Linked DNA regions of Mus musculus: all the other regions are linked to region 1. A link is a contact called in public ChIA-PET and HiChIP or PLAC-seq data. All regions are on one chromosome and are shown on one strand. Each heading gives the region's core, a stretch centred on a gene start, on an enhancer-like site or on the middle of the called end of the contact. The rest is flanking DNA. Distances are from core to core; before and after follow the strand shown.

Region 1 (5,167 bases), core at 1,068-3,567:
TGCTGTCAGGGGATGCAGCTGGCTTGGAAGACAGTCTGGCAGGGCCACACATATATGTATAGCATGCACAGTCTGTGTGCTCTAGTCCTCACAGGTTTAAAGGAGACAGGCAGAAGTGGATTGAGTTACATAGAAGGAATTCACTATGCTGTTAACTCGAAACAAAGAAACTGGAAAATAGGAACTGGTTAAATATTTATGGTTTACTCGTATGAGAAATTATAGAGCCATTAAAAGTTATTCTTTATTTGCATGGTGGTGCCGTGGTGGCACATGCCTTTAATTGAAGCATTCAAGAAGCAGAGCCAGGCAGATCTCTGTGTTTGAGGCCAGCCTGGTCTACAGAGTGAGTTCCACAACAGCCAGGGCTACACAGAGAAATTCTGTCTCAAAACCAAAGAAAACAAATTTAAACATTTTTAAAATGCTCATACAGATAAAACTTAGTGGCCTAATATTCTTTTTTTTTTAAGATTTATTTATTTAATGAGTACACTGTAGCTGTCTTCAGGCACACCAGAAGGGAGGGTATCAGATCTCATTACAGATGGTTGTGAGCCACCATGTGGTTGCTGGGAACTGATCTCATGACCTCTGGAAGAGCAGTCAGTGCTCTTAACTTCTGTGCAATCTCTCCAGCCTGTGGCTTAATATTCTTAATTTTACTAATTTTCTTAATATTAAGAAAAAGGAACAAATGTAAAATTAGACGTGTGCATATGCATTTTAATTGCTTAGCATGAAAGTTTTCAAGGTTAGTGGTGAGCATATGCAGTTTTGTGTGTGTGTGTGTGTGTGTGTGTGTGTGTGTGTGTGTGTGTGCTCTAACCCACAGCATTGTGCAAGATTTAACAGTTTACTGGTGTGCTAGAACGGGTGCCTGTGGCATGTTCTCCATTAGGACAGGCTGAATCCCCCCCATCTACTCACACCCCATCTCTGCTTTCTGCTCCCTCCTCCCTCCTCACCTTGATCTCTTATCCTTTCTCTCATACCTAGAATACAGTCATTTCAGTGATGTTATAGAGCACCCCTGTGTAAACTCTAATGTATTGACCTATGTTGTACTAACAGAGCAGGTACCCCTACCTCCATCTGTAGTCCCTGCTGTGAATCCCAGCCACCTCTGAGTTGGTGGCTACTTCAGGACACCTCACTCTTCTGAACCCAGTGATGGTGTCTTAGACCAACCAAAAAGCCAGATTCTTGTAAAGCCAGATTCTTGTTTTCCAACCAGTTTATTCCAGTTGTACTTGTTACTATAATTGCATATTGATCTTGAAATTTGAATTTGAAAACATGTATTTGTTAGAAATAATAAGATACGTCATGTGGACAATTTCCTGTTAAACGGGGACATGTAAGACATCTATAGTAGCTGGGGGAGTGATGTTCTTTTAGGTAAACAGTGAAGAAGCACTCTTAAGGGCTTAGTAGGGCTGTGTAAAGATGCATGCCTGCAGTCAGTGCTATGGAGCCTGAAGTGCAGGGACCTGAGGTGAAGGCCAGTCAGTATTCAGTATTCAGGAGGCAGTACACCCCTGTCCCCCAAAAAGAAAAAACCTTAAGTCTTTTTAAATAAATAAAAATGGGAAATCATAGCCCCTTCACTGCAGGTCTGGTTTACACCAGGAAGTGCTGAGAGAGCAGTAAAGATGGATATTCATGCTTATGTACTTATGATGAAATGCTTAAAGTTACAGGCATCATTTTCTATAATTATCTTTCACAACTTTAGTGTTCTTAATCAGCCAATTACTATTTCTGATTTTACAAGGAAAGTTTTCTGTTTAGAGTGAAACTGAGACATCTTGGTGTGCCTGAGAAAGTGCCTAGCAACTTCCTTTCTTTAAACTCTGCGGTCTACAACAGTAATGGAGTCTTATGTATTGACCCACTGGATAGTTCTGAAGGATGTGTGTTTATTACACAATGAAAAAAAGAAAGATTCTATCAAATGATGAAGTAAGCCTTTAATAAGTTAGATTAAGAAAATAATTTCTATAACACATTCAAGTTTATAAATTGGTCTTTTCAGTGATCATTATGTCCTGAACAGATCACTTTAGTGCCCACATTACAGTTAAAATTAAAATTGAGGGACAATTGGGTCCCTCCTACCTCTGCATTTGAGTGCTGGGTTTGAAGGTGAGTGCCATTGCCATTCCTGGCAGGATTAACTTTTGAGTTCTAAAATGTCTTATGTGCCTTGTTCATGTTTCAGAACTGTTCTCTTGGTGCCTTGTTCTCTTCCTGTGTGCAGTGGTGGTGAGCTCACACAGGACGGGTGAAGGGCACGTATATCACTGTATGAGGCACTCAGCCAGTGTCAGTTACTGAGTCACACCTGAGTTTGAGTCCAGCCTGTCCTTTGGTATCTGTGAGACTGAAGTTGCTTTGCAAGCAGGTTAGAGAAGTTAGATAACCAACAGGGTGTATATGTGTCCATCTCAAGACATCAGGCAGAGTGAGGTGTGCAAAGTGTCTGTGTGCAACCTCCTCCTCCTGAGTGAGTGCTAACCAAAAAGCCCCAAGGAAAGAAGATGCTGTAGGGTGAGAGAGAGCGCCATGGAGGTCAGGAACAAAGCTGATTGCCTCAGGCTGAAGGCCTTTGACATCTTAGTCATTTTCTCACATCAACTGGGAAGGCTGTTAAGTCTCAGAAAGAAATTATAAGTAACAGTAAAGAAAGATCATTGAATTTACCTTTGACAAGTTATGAAAGTCTAACATAAATCTTCTTCCTCTGCTCTTGGTTTGCTGATTTCTTTACATTTATACTTAAGCAAATTGGATTTTAAAATGTTAGCTGGAAGCAGGCACCTCACTTGCAGTGCGGAGAAAATGGCTTATGGGGTGCAAGGAGTGGTGCTCTTTCTGTGTTTTCTCATCTGATGCCTTATTAAAAATTGTCTTGCTATTTCTGTCTAGATTCAAAGAGCCCCGTGAGTGCCTGCACTGAGGAATTTAGCCTGAGAGGACGCAGAAAACAGAAACTGGCTCTAGCCAGTGATGTCACACTGATATACCCCAACCCTACCCCACCCCCACACCACTTACATATTCTGCAATGAATTTTGCCAGTGAGGCATTTGGGGCTTGGGGGGAATTTCTTTCTCCCACTTTAAGGAAGATGTAGACATGAAAATGTCACAATGTAATATTTGTGTCACCAGTGACTATGAGTCAAGACATTCATTTGATTATAGCAGTGCACATTAAAGAGCCACCACCCGCTTCTGTTTAATGTGTTTATTACTGTCTTCCCAATGGCATCTTGAAGTGTCTTTCACTAAAAAATTCATGAGTATTATTGGCTTTCAGACAGAAAATACAATATGTCTTTTAGTAACTGTCTAATAGACCACTTTAAGGCCATTATACAAAAGTAAATCTAAGAGCAAAGCATTTTGGGGAGGAAGAATTTTTAGCTTAAACATTTGTTTATACAGTCTTCTTACTCTTGCGTAGAAGAGGATCTGGAACGCAGAAGGTAGTTGCCGACGCCATCTCCTTGGAGAGTAGTTGTAGGGTGTGTTGTTTTCTTTAGTCCTGGCAACTGCTGCTGTTGTAGTATTGAAGTCATTTTCTTTTTTTTCTTTTTTCTTTTTTTCTTTTTTCCCTGAGACAGGGTTTCTCTGTGTAGCCCTGGCTGTCCTGGAACTCACTCTGTAGACCAGGCTGGCCTCAAACTCATTTTCTTTTCTTTTTTTAAGATTTTTATTTATTATTATACATAGGCACACTGTAGCTGACTTCAGATGCACCAGAAGAGGGCGTCAGATCTCATTATGGGTGGTTGTGGGCCACCATGTGGTTGCTGGGAATTGAACTCAGGACTTTTGAAAGAGCAGTCACTGCTCATAACCGCTGAGCCATCTCGCCAGCCCCCTTGAACTCATTTTCTAATGAGGTTGTTGTGTGCCTGACCTGCTGTTTCTTTATAAAGTCAAATATACAATATGGTACTGTAAAGGAGTCAGATTAAACTGAGACTCTGCTTCCAAATAAGATGTCTTTCATCATGCTTTCCTTAGAAGTGACTCTTGTAAACGTTTGCAAGCTAACAACTGTCAGTGTGGACAGTGCATGTACTGGTGTGCAGTTTGTGAGTCTGAACATGTAGGTAACTGTGGGAGCCATAGTGTTGTTTAAGATGAAGTTAAAAGGATTCCTGTGTTCTAATAAAAATTTAATACTCCTTGCAGGAAAGTAATACCCCATTTTACTACCTCAGATACTTTAAACTAATATATGATGTCCTCTCTCCATTTGGTTTTTCTGTGTACTTTCACCCACATTAAGTACGTGTCTCGTTCTGCTTCACTTTGATTGGTATATATCGTGCTGCTTTGTTTGTGTGAATCATAAGTATTTTTTATATAATCTGTATATTTACTACATTAAGTGAATGTTTATTTAGCTGTTGGGGCAAAAGTTGGAATCTTATCAGAGTAGCGCTTGCCTGGGATAGTTTTGACCAGTGAGCACAATTGGGAACCAGGTTATTTCCAAAATGTTTGTCCCCTCTCTCTCCTCTTCCCAGTACTCACAAGCAGAAGATCCACTTTGTCCGTTCAAGTATTAGCTACTGTGTTTTCTTACGTGTATCAGAGAAGGCCCAAGAATTGTGAGTTTGTATAATACAGAGCTCCTTCTCCCTGGAAAGTGTAGGTAGATCTGGAGAGAATTGAGAATGGCTGTTCTCACATGACCTGATAAACTGGGGAAGCGCAGTGAGTTTCTAAGCAATGGGCTCTCCCTCAAAGAGCAGAGATGGAGGGTAGTCTTTTATGTGTGTTAACGTGCAAACATTTCTCGGCGTTCTGAAAGGTGGTCCCCAGCACTTAGGCAGACGGATTGGGAGTTCAGGTCTGCTGTGGGCTACAGAGGATAACCCTGTTCAGAAAACCAAGGGCTGGAAGAGTTCTTGTCTAGCGCTCTCAAGGCCCTGGGCTTGATCCCCATCACTGAAAAATTGTGCAGATCCAGCTACCATTGTGCACCAGTTTCGTGGATCTTAAGTGAGCCGAGAAAGATTGGAAAGACCTGGGCTGTGGTGGTGCGCACCTTTCCTCCCAGCATTGGAGAGGCAGCATTGGGCAGGCAGATCTCTGAGATTGAGCCCAACCTCTACAGATTGAATTCCAGAACAGCCAGGACGACG
Region 2 (5,167 bases), core at 1,159-3,658, 330 kb before region 1:
CGGTTTAAGTAATCACTGTTCGTGTTTGGCTGTTCCGATGAGCACTATGTTCTAATTACGGTCTGTCCTGCAGCTCTTGTTTAGCCAGCCACACCAATCATGCTCCATTATGTATCACTGTAGAGTGAGTGCTCACAAGAGAGTGCTGCACTCACCACCCTCATTTTCCACTCAGCTCCATCCACGTCAGCGCTCCAGCCTCCAGAGGTGAGAGAGAGCAGCTGGACTGGCTGTACTCATTAACCCAGCCGTCCTTGACATTTCTTCCTGTATTTTCCTGGTGCCGTGAATTCTCCGCTTGCAGCCTGTGGTGTTTTAGATTGATTCCTTCGGCTGTTTCTTATGCAGGATCTGTGCTTCATCTGAAATCCTGCTTGCTTCACACTTGAGGCCAGCTAGAAGTCCAGCATTCTGCCCAATGTCTGCACACTAGTGACAGACACTGTGGCCAGCGTGGGGGCCAGGGTGGAGCAGACCTTGCATTTCAGAGCAATGGAGACGAGTTTCTCCTTAATGTTTCCAGTTGTGTAGAAAACAAGTTCGCGTTTGCATTTGCAATTATTTTTATATTTTTAGGAAAGGCTCTTGCTATATGATCCATGCTAGCTTCTAACACTACAATACATTTGCCTCAGCAACCCAAGGGCTCAGATGACAGATACCTGGATAGGACATTTTATATTAAGTCTCACTTCAGAAAAACTTAGTTGTAATGGGTTCGAACCTGCTATGCCCCTGTTCCCTTGTGGCTCAGCAAGTGTCAGTTCTTATCCAGACAGGCTGTCTCCAATTTTTCCTGGCATTGGTAAGGGAAGCCAGCCTCCATTCTGAGAATTCCTAAAATACCCTTCACAGCGCAAACTGCCATACACTGGGCGTCTTATAAGCAAAAGAAATTACTTCTGTCACCTTGGAGGTGGGGAAACCCAGGATCAAGGCACTGGCAGATCTGGTGTTAACCTGGTGAAAGGAGCAAGCAGCTTCCTTAGGCCTCTTCACAGAGACTAATCCATTCACAGAATCCATGGGACTAAGTTATCTGTAAATCCTCCACCTCATAACACCATCATGAGGTGGAGATGGGGGGCAGGGGGGTTGGGCTCTGCATGAATTTGGAGGTGGGGTAGAAACTACACTCATCCAACATTAAGAATACTGTGTGTTGTTGATTCTAAAACACACTCCCTTTAAGCAATGGCAAGTTTTTTCGTGACAGCTTATAAAGATGTTTGGATGCTTGTCTCCTGAGTTGGGCACCCTCATGGACGTTGGTGTTGCTGGAAACCCACGTGTTCCATGTCCTCCACTGCCAGCTTTGCCCACCTCTGCCCTGTGATGATACAGCAGGTAAGCTTTTACTAGGCAGGGGGGTGGGGGCTCGATCTTGCACTTAAAGGCTTCTTGACCCTGGACACAATAACTTCCTGCTTATTATGAATTACCCAACATTACATTCTGTTATAACAGCACAAAAGCAGCAAATCCTTAAACAGGGTGAAGTGAAACAAAAATTACTAACATTTATTGAGAGGTGCTGAGCCTCCATCTTTCAAGTGCTCAATCATGCCCCTCCCTGACACGTTTCACTGGCACCCTAGAAGTATGTAGGGACCATTTCCAGCCACCTTCTATAAATGTGGAATCTCAGCAGTGCTGGGTGATTTGCAAGGGGTAAAAGCCAGGCTTTTCAAGAAGGGCATATTTGGTAACACTGCTGCCCTCCCCAAGGTTCTACTTCACAAATTATATGCTATAGGGAGGTGGCAGCTCACAGTGGGTGGGGAAGGGGAAGAAGGAAATACTAGAGAAGACTGGTGGGAGGGAGGGGTGCCCTCTAAGAAAGGAGTGAACCAAGAAGCCCAGGGTGAGGGTGCCGGGTAGATGCAGAGGAAGGAAGCATTAGTTAGAACAACCACTTGGAACAGAAAATGTAGTAAACCAAGGGAGGCTGGCAGGGATTGGCAAGACAGAGCTGGTGCCTGGCTTCCTAACTCCACACATTCATAGCCTCCCACCTTTGGTGGTGTCCAGCAGGAAGCTTAGCCGGCAGGCCCAGGCAGTGCTGAGCCTGGTAAAGGAATCTATGCCCACTCCCACTACCCCGTAACATGCCCACCCCTCAGCAAGTCTCTCCTGTGAGGACTCAGGCAGTAAAGAAAGATCTTTGGACTCTCCCAGGCAAGGCCCCAAAGCCTAATTGTAAAGCACCCAGGTATGTTCTCATAAGTGAGTCTGGACACCACAGGACTAGTTCTATGGGCTGGGATCTCTAATTGAATACAAAACAGAAACTGAACAGCGGAATCTTTTTCATGTCTCTGTTTTTTGACTACGGATACAACGGGACCTGCAGCCTCAAGCTCCTATGGCCACACCTTCTCTCCACCACTGTGGGTTACACCCCACAGCTGTGAATCCACTTCCTTCCTAATGTTTCCTTTGACAAGTATTTCACTGAAACAGTGAGACACGTAACTAACTAATATATAATCAAACAATGGATTCTTTTTTTTCCTTTTTTTACACTTTCAAAGCTCATTTTCCTTGCTGAGTACGGTTTTGTTTAAGGCTCTATAAATTTGACTTAAAATTCTAGAAATGAAAGAACATGGGGAAAAATTAATGTTAGTCTAGGTGCCCAGACACCGAGTACACAGGTTTCAATATGCAACTATGCTGAGGTAAAATCTAGGCTACAGGGCCACTTGAGAAAGCCTTGTATAATTAGATTTCTCTAAGTGGAGCTCAGAGATCACAACTGAGAGTCTGTATTCTTTCATAGCCCCCTTTTGAGTCTCCTAACAAAAGAATCCAGCAAAGCTAAATTGGAAAATAGAAGAGTTCTTTCCTATAGCAGTCAAAATGGGCTACAACATGCAAGGAACAAGGACCTCTGCCCCAAGAGACTCTGAAGGAAAAGGAGTTTATGTGACCAGGCCCAAGGAGACAGCCAGAGGAAGGAGCACAGCCTGTGGAAGGAACCAGAGGCCACCACTGTCACAAGAGTCCATTTTATGGAGACTTGAGAAGACCAAAGCAGCTGGGTCCTAGAATCTTACTGGGAGCCACAGAGGAGTAAGAGAGACAGACAGGCTTTTTCTCTTCTGGTCCCAGGTGCTTCGGGAGCTTCAGTTACTGTGCTGACACGGCCAAGTCCAAGAACCACATCACACACAACCAGTCCTGCAAATGGTACAGGAATGGTATCAAGAAACCCCGGTCACCTAAAAATTCCACCAGAGAACTCCTAAACCTGATAAACAGCTTCAGTGAAGTAGCTGGATATAAAATTAACTCAAACAAGTCAATGGCCTTTCTCTACACAAAGGATAAACAGGCTGAGAAAGAAATTAGGGAAACAACACCCTTCACAATAGTCACAAATCATATAAAATACCTTGGCGTGACTCTAACTAAGGAAGTGAAAGATCTGTATGATAAAAACTTCAAGTCTCTGAAGAAAGAAATTAAAGAAGATCTCAGACGATGGAAAGATCTCCCATGCTCATGGATTGGCAGGATCAACATTGTAAAAATGGCTATCTTGCCAAAAGCAATCTACAGATTCAATGCAATCCCCATCAAAATTCCAACTCAATTCTTCAACGAATTAGAAGGAGCAATTTGCAAATTCATCTGGAATAACAAAAAACCTAGGATAGCAAAAACTCTTCTCAAGGATAAAAGAACCTCTGGTGGAATCACCATGCCTGACCTAAAGCTTTACTACAGAGCAATTGTGGTAAAAACTGCATGGTACTGGTATAGAGACAGACAAGTAGACCAATGGAATAGAATTGAAGACCCAGAAATGAACTCACACACCTATGGTCACTTGATCTTCAACAAGGGAGCTAAAACCATCCAGTGGAAGAAAGACAGCATTTTCAACAATTGGTGCTGGCACAACTGGTTGTTATCATGTAGAAGAATGCGAATCGATCCATACTTATCTCCTTGTACTAAGGTCAAATCTAAATGGATCAAAGAACTTCACATAAAACCAGAGACACTGAAACTTATAGAGGAGAAAGTGGGGAAAAGCCTTGAAGATATGGGCACAGGGGAAAAATTCCTGAACAGAACAGCAATGGCTTGTGCTGTAAGATCGAGAATTGACAAATGGGACCTAATGAAACTCCAAAGTTTCTGCAAGGCAAAAGACACCGTCAATTCTTAAACACGTTCTCACGACCGGCCAGGAAGAACACAACAAACCAGAATCTTCTGCGGCAAAACTTTATTGCTTACATCTTCAGGAGCAGGAGCGCAAGCCCCCAAGCCCAAAAACGAAAGCCCCCCGCTTACATCTTTAGGAGCCAGAGCGCCAGCGCGCCAGAGCGCCAGGGCGCAGAGCAAGAGAGAGAATGGCGGAAACCCTGTCCCCTTTTAAGGAGAATTATTCTTTGCCTAGGACGCATCACTCCCTGATTGGCTGCAGCCCATGGCCGAGTAAAGGCAGAGTACATGTAGTGGAAAATTACTCTTGGCACATGCGCAGATTATTTGTTTACCACTTAGAACACAGGATGTCAGCGCCATCTTGTGACGGCGAATGTGGGGGCGGCTCCCAACATCTCCCCCTTTCCTTTTAATAAGAGCAATAGGCCACCCATATTAATGAGAGTGGAGATAGAGGTCAAATCCCCAGTGTGCAGGTAAAGGAGCCATGTACAGGATTAGCTCTTAGGCTCACAGGCTTTTACCCAGAGCAACCCTGACCTGCTCTCGTGTCGTTTTGCCTGGAGAGAAGGACACTTGGACACTCAACCTTCTTGAAAGATGACATGTCTCCCTAGAATAGGCTCATATATGCCGCAGAGCCCTTCTACTGCAGTGCTTAGCCGTGCAACTCTCTCGGGCTGCTGAAGCACACTCACTCTATCCCGTGCAATGAGTCTAGCCTCGTGGGATGCAAGAGCTGAGTGGCCAGCGACCTATTGCCTAAGCATAGATATATCAGGGGAAGCACCATGTTCTAGAGCTGCAAGTGCCTGGGCAATAACCACCTTGTCTCTCCTAGTTTGGGCCTTAAGCTTACAGACCAACCAAAGAAGCAACACTAATCCACAGCAAAGTGTATCTCCAAATAATATCAATCCCACCCATTCTTTAAAGAAGGGAAATGCTGAGGAGATCCAATTGGGTAATCCTTTGGTCAGGGACA
Region 3 (5,167 bases), core at 1,643-4,142, 280 kb before region 1:
AGGGTCCTGATGAGCTTTACCAGAACTTTGTGGATAGGCTATTAATAGCAGCTAGTAGAATTCTTGGAGATTCTGACACGGGAAGTCCTTTCATTATGCAATTGGCTTATGAGAATCTAATGCAGAGTGTCGCGCCACTATTTGGCCGCATAAAGGACAGACAGATTTAGAGGGATATATCCATCTTTGTGCAGAGATTGGGCCGTCATATAATCAGGGTTTGGCTTTTGCCGCTGCCTTGCAATGAACCACCATACAAGCAATGCTTTCACAGAAACGAGGGAATAATGCATGTTTTAAGTGTGGAAGTTTGGGTCATTTTAAAAATGACTGTCCTAAGAATAGACGAGCCGAGAGAGGACAAGCAGGCCGTGCTTCAGGAGTTTGTCCTCGATGCAGGAAGGACAACCATTGGGCTAGGGTGTATAAATCCAAGTCAGACATTCCGGGCCGTCCATTGCCGGGAAACAAGAGGAGGGGCCATCCCAGGCCCCGAAATACCCACAGCAAGCAGCTTATGGGGCCATGAAGCTGCTGCCCAGCCAAAGAAATCTGCTTTTGAACATGTCAGGGCAACCCCAGGAAGTGCAGGATTGGACTTCTGTTCCACCACCCACACAGTATTAAGCCCAGAAATGGGAGTTCAAACACTGCCTACAGGAGTTTTTTTTTTTTTTTTTTAAAGATTTATTTATTTATTTATTATATGTAAGTACATTGTAGCTGTCTTCAGACACTCAGAAGAGGGGGTCAGATCTTGTTACGGATGGTTGGGATCCACCATGTGGTTGCTGGGATTTGAACTCTGGACCTTCGGAAGAGCAGTCGGGTGCTCTAACCCACTGAGCCATCTCACCAGCCCTCCTACAGGAGTTTTTGGACCTCTACCTGCAGAAATTTGTGGATTTCTTTTAGGAGGAAGCAGTTCTACTGTAAGAGGTCTGTAGTTTTATTCAGGGGTATAGATAATGATTATGAGGGAGAAATTAAAATCATGGCTGCTTCTACTGATGGTGTTATAACTGTACCTGATAATCAAAGAATTGCTCAACTTGTCTTAGTTCCTTTGCATCCACCACCATCCGGATTTGTTAAGAATGAGAGAGAACAAGGTGGCTTTGGTTCCTCTGGTGTGTATTGGGTTCAATCTATTACTAATCAGAGACCTAACCTTAAATTGACAATTGAAGGAAAAGGCTTTGAAGGATTAGTAGATACTGGAGCTGATGTACAATTATTAGAGGACAAGATTGGCCTTCACCTTGGCCTTTGTCTGATACGCTTACTCACCTTCAAGGAATTGGTTATGCTGAAAGATCCTGACAGAATGTAAAAGGTCACAGAAACCCTGAAATTGGCAAAATAGATTTCATTGTTAGTAGAAGTAGCTTCACTGATTTAGAAAAATAGAGGTGCACAATGCTCTGGCCACTCCTCGAACCCGTGTGTCTGCCAATGTTCTGAATGTTCCTTGAACCCAGGTGTGTGCCCACTGCTGCACCTCACTGCCAGGTGTTTGTGATATTGGTTGCTGGGATAGAGTTGGAAAATCTCCCCAGCAACCACAGCTGGGGCCAATCTGGAGTTACTGCACCTGCATTAGAATCCTTCCTCATTTCCCACCCATACCCATTTCTTGTGAAATCAATCATTTTACATTGTTTAGATTTGGAAATCCTCTACTCTCCCTTCTCCTTTCCCACCCCCCTGAGGGCCTATAAAAACTGGGACCCCTTTCTCCTCTGGGTCAACTCCTCTACCCCTGTGTGGGATACGAGTCATCCCAGAGCTCTGGCTTTCCCAGAATAAAGCCTCATGTAGTTTGCATCAAGTTTGGTCTCTTGTGAGTTCTTGGGGGGTTCGCTATTATCCTGAGACTTGAGTGAGGGTCTCCCTTCGGAGGTCTTTCATTGGGGGCTCATCCGGGATTGGCGCGACCACCCACGTCTCCGAAGACCCACTTGGAGATGAGATTTTTTTTTTGTCTAAAAATATTTCTGTGAGCTGGCAAGGTTCAGTGCTGAAATTTGCAGCCGCAACATTTTGTGAGAAATGGAGACCAGAGACCAGCGCCTCAGGGTGAGGCACGGAGTGTGAACAGCAGACGTGCTAGAATCACTGGCTGTGCTGCTCTGGGGGTTGCCCCGAGGGAGGGGAAGGACTTCGTCTGGGGCAGGGAGTGAAGAGTCAGTAGTCTTTCTAGATTGGAGGATTTACGCATTTTCCCAACCTTTTGCATTTCTGAGTTGGTTTTGTCTGTCCGTTAGAAGATGGGCATTTGTCAGTGTGTGTTTGTTTTTTGTCTGTTTTCAGGCATTTGTCAGTGTGTGTGTGTTTTTTGTGTCTGTTTCATGTTTTCTGTGATATTGGATGATAGGACAGACTGTAACGACCCACCCTAAGTTTGACTTTAGACCACTGGACTGAAGTTAGATCAAGGGCCCATAATAGATCAGTAGAAATTAAGAACGGATCTTGGCAGACTTTTTGGGCCTCCGAGTGGCATAAAATGGCCACTGGAGGGGACTTTTGATTTGACTCTTATCTTTGAAGTTAAAGCCATTGTTTTTCAGAGCGGACCTGGGTCCTACTCGGATCAACAGCCTTACCTTATCCAGAATTTACTGCCCCCCCTCATGCATCTCGGAGCCCTTCTCCCCCCCGCCCCCTGCTGCTCCTGTGCGCGCAGGTGGGTCAACACAGCACCCTCACTTTCTGCCCTAAGAAGCAGTGAGCACAGCAGCAGCGGCAGTGTGGACCCTGCCTGGACCAGCACGCTTTCTGGCCCAGTGGTGAGAAGGCCGCTCCCCGGGCGAGCAAGTGAGCAGCCCTGAGCCCGAACAAAAGTGAAACCAAAGGTTCTGCCCAAAACCGAGCTTCCCCTTCAACCCACAGCTCCCCTCAAGAGGAGCCTCCTGAGTAGCCACAATCTCCTCCCCCTCCACCCTATCTTCTACTCCCACTGGCAGCCAGGACCCGGAGTCGATGAGCCCAGAGTCCCCCAGCACATGCGCTCTTGACACCACTTCTGCTTTTCCTTTGCAAGCTGTGGGTGACCTGCCTGCGGACATGAAATCTCTGCAGATCTGTATAATTAGAAAGATAACCATGCCTCCTTTCCGAGAATCTGGCCAGCCTGAGGGGGCTGGTAAAGTCTCTTATGTTTTCTCATCAACCAACTTGAGATGATTGTCAGCAGCTCCTCCAGGTTCTGTTTACCGCTGAAGAAAAAGAGCGCATTCTCCTGGAGGCTCAAAAAAATGTTCCCAGAGTGAATCGAGTCCCAACCAACCTACCTAATGAGATTAACACTGGGTTCCCTCTAGACCGGCCAGATTGGAACTACAACATGGCTCAAAGTAAGGAGAGGTTGGCAGTTTACCGCCAGGCTCTAGTCTAAAGGGAGTGACAAGACACCCCACCAATTTGGCTAAGGTAAGAGAGGTGATGCAGGGCCCTACCAAGCCCCTGTCTGTTTTTCTGAAAAGATTGATGAAAGCTTATAGATGCTATACTCTTTTTGACCCAACCTCTGAGGGTCAACAAGCTGCAGTTGCTATGGCTTTTATAGGGCAATCAGCATCAGATATTAAGAGAAAGTTACAAAGACTAGAAGAATTACATGCCATGGCTTTACAAGATTTAGTCAAGGAGGCAGAAAAGGTGTATCACAAGAGAGAGACAGAGGAAGAGAAGAAAGAGAGGGAAAAGCGTGAAGAAGAAGAGAGAGAGAGAATAAGAGGGATAGAAGACAGGAGAGGAATTTAAGCAGGATTTTGGCCGCAGTAGTAGGAGAACATAAAAGAAAGAAGAGGCCAGAGAATAGACAGACAGGGTACCTGGGCAACAGGGAACCTAGACATGGAAAAAGAAAACCTGTTCAGAAGACTTTCGAAAAGGACCAATGTGCCTATTGCAAAGAAAAAGGACTGTGATTCTAATACCAGCACCAGCTACTCCAAGAATCGAGAAAATTCAGGTGAGAAAATTCTTGGGCTCTGCTGGGTTCTGCAGACTTTGGATACCTGGGTTTACAACACTGGCTGCCCCCTTGTACCCCCAGACCAAAGAAAGAAGAGAATTCAGATGAACATCAGAACATCAGAAAGCCTTTGCAAATATTAAGGAGGCCCTGCTGACTGTGCCAGCCTTGGCATCGCCAGATCTAACCAAACCCTTCATCCTCTATGTTGATGAGAGGGCAGGGGTGGCCAGAGTTCTTACTCAGGTTCTAGGGCCATGGAAGAGGCCCGTAATATATTTGTCTAAGAAGCTGGACCCAGTGGCCAGCAGATGGCCCACATGTTTAAAGACTGTTGCTGCAGTAGCCTTACTCATTAAAGATGCTGACAAATTAACTTTGGGACAGCAAATAACTGTGGTAGCTCCCCACTCTCTTGAAAGCATTATCCACCAGCCCCCAGACCAATAGATGACAAACGCCTGGATGACCCACTACCAGAGTTTGTTGCTGACTGAACGGGTCATGTTTGCTCCTCTTGCTATCCTCAATCCTGCCTGAAATGGATGACTCCTTGCCCATTTACTGCTGCGCGGACATCCTTGCTAAAGAAACTGGGAAGGCCCTTCGGATGATTGAGGGGCAGCCCATCAACGTCTATACTGATAGCAGTTTTGATAGATACCTTTTCAAGATAGGTAGATACCTACCCAACGAAAAAAGAAACTGCCAATGTTGTGGTTAAAAAGATCCTAGAAGAAATTTTTCCACGGAATACCTAAGGTAATAGGGTCTGACAACAGACCCGCCTTTGTTACCCAGGTAAGTCAGGGACTGGACATCCAATTGGGGATTAATTGAATTTTACATTGTGTTTATAGACCCCAGAGTTCAGGATAGGTAGAAAAGATAAATAAAACTCTAAAAGAGACCTTGACTAAATTGACCTTAGAGACCGGCGGGAATGACTGGATAGCCCTCATTCCCTTTGCCTTATTCAACATCAGGAACACACTGGGAAAATTTAAGCTCACTCCATATGAAATCCTGTACGGGGGAGGGGGGGCTCCCCCTGCTCACTGAAGTGGGGAGAGTGTTAGATCCTCTAGATTTTAACCCTGGTCCTACATTGTTTACATGCATGAAAGCCCTAAAAGTGGTCAGAAACACTGCCTGGGAGCAGCTCAAAGAGACCTACGAACCAGG

The links. ChIA-PET counts read pairs in DNA pulled down with a chosen protein or histone mark. HiChIP or PLAC-seq counts read pairs in DNA pulled down with a chosen protein or histone mark.
Region 2: a contact with region 1 is called in an RNA polymerase II ChIA-PET map of memory CD8 T cells, with 17 read pairs. The contact joins two enhancer-like sites. A contact is called at or near these places in 1 of 484 Hi-C or Micro-C datasets (embryonic stem cells) and 1 of 115 datasets of contacts at active chromatin or transcription factors (memory CD8 T cells).
Region 3: a contact with region 1 is called in an H3K4me3 HiChIP or PLAC-seq map of bone marrow-derived macrophages, with 5 times the contacts expected there. The contact joins two enhancer-like sites. A contact is called at or near these places in 1 of 15 datasets of contacts at CTCF or cohesin (large pre-B cells), 6 of 484 Hi-C or Micro-C datasets (the G1E-ER4 cell line, the HPC-7 cell line, Th1 cells and 2 more) and 3 of 115 datasets of contacts at active chromatin or transcription factors (bone marrow-derived macrophages, embryonic stem cells and memory CD8 T cells).

What each region holds. Positions count from the first base shown.
Region 1 is chr1:13,228,806-13,233,972 of GRCm38.p6, reverse strand. The region is part of intron 2 of Ncoa2 (nuclear receptor coactivator 2); the gene reads left to right. Among named protein-coding and RNA genes, the nearest start is that of Gm23169, 100 kb to the left of the region's middle. Within about 2 kb of position 2,317, at least 21 of the 459 cell types and tissues checked have an H3K27ac peak or open chromatin away from gene starts, as enhancers often do. A contact at or near this core is called in bone marrow-derived macrophages and memory CD8 T cells, where this site is marked.
Region 2 is chr1:13,556,747-13,561,913 of GRCm38.p6, reverse strand. No RefSeq gene overlaps it. Among named protein-coding and RNA genes, the nearest start is that of Tram1, 31 kb to the left of the region's middle. Within about 2 kb of position 2,408, at least 59 of the 459 cell types and tissues checked have an H3K27ac peak or open chromatin away from gene starts, as enhancers often do. A contact at or near this core is called in memory CD8 T cells, where this site is marked.
Region 3 is chr1:13,511,741-13,516,907 of GRCm38.p6, reverse strand. No RefSeq gene overlaps it. Among named protein-coding and RNA genes, the nearest start is that of Tram1, 76 kb to the left of the region's middle. Within about 2 kb of position 2,892, at least 89 of the 459 cell types and tissues checked have an H3K27ac peak or open chromatin away from gene starts, as enhancers often do. A contact at or near this core is called in bone marrow-derived macrophages and memory CD8 T cells, where this site is marked.